Linked DNA regions of Mus musculus: region 1 is linked to region 2. Evidence: chromatin contacts called from public Hi-C data. All regions are on one chromosome and are shown on one strand. The core of a region is the stretch at or near the end of the contact, and the rest is flanking DNA. Distances in the headings are between cores, read along the strand shown. Region 1 holds the start of Bmpr1b (bone morphogenetic protein receptor, type 1B). Region 2 overlaps Bmpr1b (bone morphogenetic protein receptor, type 1B).

Region 1 (2,700 bases), core at 132-2,631, 59 kb after region 2:
CGTAATGAGAATGCTCCAAAGAAATTATTGATCCCTGGAATGTCTCATATTTTTTAAATTACTGACAAATCCTTTCCTATTTTCTTTGCAGTTAGACATAATTCTCCTTGATCGGCAGAATGTAAAGAGGTATAAAAGTACAAAGTTGAAATCACTTTTTCTTAAAACATAAGTGCCCCGTTGACATAGACCATTTCTCTTAACTTCCCTCAAAACAATAATTAGAGAAGTTGTGACCAAGAGCCCCAAAAATATGCATATGAAAAGCAAAGACTTAGTCTCAGTGAGGACAGCAAGAGGCTCTCACACCGAGGGCTTTTTCATATTATTTTTCAAATGTTCTTCAGCTGAACTCCATCGTGAGGACTCATGGAGCCTTTTGTTTTTCCAGAATCCAGGAGCCTTCTCTCAGGTGGTTCCGCTTCACTGCGGATATGTCTGGGACCTTCTGTTACTCAGCTGCCTTCTTCTGTTCTGTTTCACTGGCACCTTTGTGGCCCCTCACAGTAACTGACCTCACCTTGGGGGAAGGTGACTAAGAAAAGAGCAGTCCCTAATAACTCAAAGAAGCCACAAGGTCCCCATTCAGAACACAGAGCACTCAGCCTCCTTGGAGAGGCTCAGAGAAACTAGATACCTGCCGCCCTGCACAACTTCCGGAGGGTCTTTCTCCAATGTCAGAAAAACCTCACCCTGCAGAGAACCGATGGGAATAGTGTAGAGGGACAGGAGGAAAGGACAAGAGGTGGGGAAAGTCAGCTACTAAGTATGGGATCACGTTGGAAAGACTCGGAAGAGGAGAGGGCTGAGAGGATGGAGTGACTAAGGGGCAGGGGAGAGCGCGAGAGGACCGAAGAGTGTGGTTGTCCCATGAGCGCCTTGGCTCTCCCAGCGGGTCCGAGGAGCAGGCGAGGCAGGTGGCTGGTCCCGAGCTCGGTGCCCCTTGGCGTCCCCCCAAGCGCTCGTGGCCCGGGAGCGCCCCGCTGTCCGGGTGTCCCGCTCCCCGAGGAGCACGTGTCCCACCCCGATCGCCGCACAAAGCGCGGGCTACCCTGGAGACCCCCGATCCGAACTCCCAGGCCCCTTCCCAGCGCCCCTTACCCGCCGCCGCTTCCCAGGTCCCGGGTCCTCCGCGCCCTCACTACGAGCACCACGCCGGCAACTTCTGCCGCCGCCGCTGCCTCTGCCGCCGCCGCCGTAGCTCCTGTCCCTCCTCCCGCTCCGCCGCCGCTGGAATTTTTCTCACTCGCCCTCTCCAGCTCCCACTAGTGACTGCAGACTGCGAGCCAAGCACTTAGCGCAGGGATTACGCGGCCCGGCGCCTGGAGCGGTCCCAGCCACCTCCAGAGCCGTCCTCAGAGCATCCCTGGCGCTGCAGCCGGACAAACGTCCCTGGCTGGTCCAAAAGCCTTGCCACACGCCCCCTTCAGCTTCCAGAAACAAAAGCGCGAGGAGGCAGCGCGGAATGGTGCGAGCTGGGACCGACTCCAAATGGCAGAGCGCGGTGAACTTCAACTTCTCCGGGGCCAGCGACACTTTGGAGAAGTTATGGAAACGTTGGTCACACACCTCATAAAAAAGGGGAGGGGAGTGCACATCAAATTAGATCCACAGTCTCGGGTGAGGGGTTAGAAATCTTGAGGCATGGAGTGAGGCTTCCTAGGAAAATGAAATTTTTCCTTAATACAGATATTTTGAAATTGTAAACAATGAAAGGCAACGCAAAAAATTCCACTTGTGTTCGATGAAATTTTACAGTTTGGCTTGAGAAAGCATTTGACATCTTTACTCTGTGGTCTCCTGGCTAAGTCTGTAAGTGTTTCGACTCTTGGAGAAATGAATATAAAGTAAGGTGATTCGGCTTCTCCGGAGATTTGGGGAGCATAGCTAACCTCTTTCAACTCAGCCATTTTGCCAACTGTTTCCCAGGGCGGTATCTCATGAATTCCAAATATCTTTTCTTCCTAATGCCTGATGCCCAGTTTCCACCATAATTCATTTCCTCACTTTTTTTTAAATTCCAAGCATGTTGAGCAGCCCCGTTTGTCCTCGTTAGAAGTGTGACTTAAGTTTTATTTTGTGCCACTCGGAAGTGAATTTCTTATGAGTTTCTCATTATGATCTATTTCATTCCTACCATTTTATTTCATCCCCTTTCTTCTGAAATTGTTCCAGCTGAATCAGACGTTAAATAAAATATTTTCACCTGTAAATATAAGAGACCTACAGGTCCCTCTTAGGAGCAAGTGGGGTCCCTGGTGTTTATTAATGAGTTGGTAAATGGTGGGTATATTTATCCTGAAATGACAGTGTCGCCAAGGGAGTCTGCCTGCCCCATCGTGTATCCATGTTATAGTCCCTGAAGCCAGACTGTAAGACGTTGTCTAGAAGTTTTCTAAGTAGGTAAATTGCTTGTTGGTGTCTCTTTATTGGGCCCTTGCTGACCCCAGGTGTCAGGACTTAGAGCTGAAAGAACTGCAAAGGTGGAATCCAACCTGTTGCCTTCACTCTGTGAGTCAGAGATAACCCCACCCCCTCCCCTTCTGCATCGTCTTTCTCTTCTTTCCTAACTATAAGTATGTGACCAGTGAACTTGCCTTCTATCTGTCCCCCAATCAGACTTTCTGTCATTTTCGTCTCCTGACATTAGTTTTAAATAGGAAAGAAACTTGAATAGATCTACCCCTGTGATGTAGGAAT
Region 2 (2,700 bases), core at 193-2,692:
ATCTTGAGAGGAACATTGGAGGCCATCTAGCTACATTCTATTGATCATCTATCATCTACCTGCAGGATCTGGCACCCGGCTGAGCAGGCAACTGGCTCTAGTCCTAAAGCCTCTTTGTTTAACTCTCCCTTTGGAACACTGAACCCTCCCCAGGAGTCCACTTCCTTGAGTTTTTGTTCAGAGTGAACTGGGACTAGGGAGGCAAAAAGGAGGACGCCAGGACTAAAGAGCCAAAGTAGACAGTCCATGCTGAAACCATAACTCAAAAAAGGTTATATCTGAGTCGTTTAACAGGAGTGGGATACAAGAACACTTAATAGCTGTCAATAAATCTCAACTATATGTATTAATTATAGTCACTATACTATTCATTTGATCTCAAAGATTTAGCTAAAGTTGGGCCTTTTGACCATCAGGTAGCTACCCATTTCTCTTACATTCTGAACTTACTTAGGTGATAACTAGTTGTCTTACTCAGGGTTTCTATTCCTGCACAAACATCATGACCAAGAAGGAAGTTGGGGAGGAAAGGGTTTATTCAGCTTACACTTCCATACTGCTGTTCATCACCAAAGGAAGTCAGGACTAGAATTCAAGCAGGTCAGGAAGCAGGAGCTGATGCAGAGGCCATGGAGGGATGTTCTTTACTGGCTTGCTTCCCCTGGCTTGCTCAGCCTGCTTTCTTATAGAACCCAAGACTACCAGGCCAGAGATGGTACCACCCACAAGGGGCCCTCCCACCTTGATCACTAATTGAGAAAATGCCTTACAGCTGGATCCCATGGAGGAATTTCCTCACCTGAAGCTCCTTCCTCTGTGATAACTCCAGCCTGTGTCAAGTTGACACAAAACTATCCAGTACAGTTGTTTACCTCATTTCTCAAAGATTCATTTCAATAAAAGTTAAGTTTACACTGAACAAACTCTTCTAAGTTTCTAGCCTAAGACTGTTGCCCTCCACACATTTTGTTCTTCCCCAAAAGTGGGAGTATACTGACCAGAGGTAAAAGCCACTTGCATGTCAGTGAAGGGTGAGATATCTCTCAAGACTTTCACCTGCTGTTGCTTGCAAAGCTGAAAACAAACCATTCACTCTCTATCTATCTCTCATCTATCTATCTTGAAGAGCAGTCAAATTTCAGAAACATTTCCCAAAACTGTTTACTTGAGCAGCCCTGCCTGCTTACATGCAAAATAACCGAAGCTCAATCTTAAAAACTATCCCAGTCAGCTAAAAAAGAATTATTCTACAAACCAGCACTTCACGAGCCACATAACAAGGCTGAAAGAACACAATTCTATTATGTTATTGCTGAGGAATGGGGCCATTACCATTCATCTGAAGTTGGACACCTGAAAGGAACCTCCGCAGAAGCACATCAAAGGCCCAGTGAAGCATGACTTCAAAAGGTACAGTCAACAGTGGCTTCTGGGAAAGAGCCTGCAAATGCCAGACTCAGCTCTGGTGGCCTGACTGGGCCACCTTCCATCTGGAAGGTCCCTGAGCAGTGCCACCACTGGGTTTGCTGATCGCAAACTTCCACGGACTTCCCTGGCAATATTTCAGTTTACTGATCTGATGAAGGTGGTCCCCAACTGAAGTGAGAGTCACCACGAGGCTCAGAGACAGGCTGCCCCAATCCTCCAGGGGGCTACTCAATCACTTGGCTTTGCACACATTCTTTAATTATTCTGGATCCTGATTTCTTTTTAGGGTTAAATGTGATTATTCTTAAATGTTAAAACAATACATGGAAGGTAGTCATCCCTATTGCTACTTGAAAATAACTTTACATAGAATTGATGTGTCACATGACTGCTGAATATGAAGACAAATGAGAAACCCGTTCCTGAAAAGAAATACACATACATCCATGCGTGCACTGTGTGAGATGGACCAGTGGATTGAAAAGGTATTAAACACAACTGTGAAAAACATTTGCCAACTAAGATAAATTGATTTATTTTTCTTTTGGCTATGTTTCATCCTGGAATTACCTGAGAGGAAACCTGGGGTTAAAAGTTCAATTCTACTTCTTTAAAATTATCCTGCAGCACAATTACAGCCACTAAACACAATTGCAGACCAAATTTAATGACCCTGAGTACAAAGGGTTTTTAAAGGTAGCCTTAGATGTTTTTATTATGACTATTAGTATCTAAGAACTGGTTAGCTGAAAATATGGCATGCATAAACCTGTAAATAAAAATAAATTATGGATAACCTACCCTAAAATGTATGCTATTTTTAAAAGTCCCGATTTTTTAAGAAAATAAAATTCAGATGATATATTCATAAAATACTTTTCTGTTTCTATATAATTTATGTTGTTTCAATTGGCTTTGACTTTTTGAGATAGAGTTTTATTATGTGGCCCAAACTGGCCTAGAACTTAATGTATGAACCAGGCTATCTCAACCTTGCAGCAATCTCCAGCCACTGCCTCCCAAGGTATAGACCAGGCTATCTCAATCTAGCAGCAATCTCCATCCTCTGCTTTCCAAGTGCCAGAAGCACAGACATGTCACACTGCAGCTGGCCATGTTCTATTTATTTTACATGTCAAATATCTGAATGTATTGAAGAATCAACTAGATGAAGATCACTTTTAATGTCTATAGTTTCTTCCAGATACAGCAAGAGATGTCATGAATCTTAGATTAAACAATGGCTTTGGATCATTCACTTTATTCAAATAT

Evidence for each region. A called contact is a pair of places that touch in the nucleus more often than the background predicts.
Region 1: a Hi-C map of uterus shows a contact between it and region 2, with 2.0 times the contacts expected there. The contact joins the promoter of Bmpr1b here to the enhancer-like site in region 2. A contact is called at or near these places in 3 of 484 Hi-C or Micro-C datasets (embryonic fibroblasts, nephron progenitors and uterus), 2 of 115 datasets of contacts at active chromatin or transcription factors (embryonic limb bud and embryonic stem cells) and 2 of 9 other capture datasets (adipose tissue and embryonic stem cells).

What each region holds. Positions count from the first base shown.
Region 1 is chr3:142,168,044-142,170,743 of GRCm38.p6, forward strand. Bmpr1b (bone morphogenetic protein receptor, type 1B) reads right to left here and starts at 1,382. Exons shown (of 12, transcript NM_001277217.2): 1 at 1,102-1,382.
Region 2 is chr3:142,108,704-142,111,403 of GRCm38.p6, forward strand. The region is part of intron 1 of Bmpr1b (bone morphogenetic protein receptor, type 1B); the gene reads right to left. Among named protein-coding and RNA genes, the nearest start is that of Bmpr1b, 59 kb to the right of the region's middle. Within about 2 kb of position 1,443, at least 6 of the 459 cell types and tissues checked have an H3K27ac peak or open chromatin away from gene starts, as enhancers often do. A contact at or near this core is called in uterus, where this site is marked.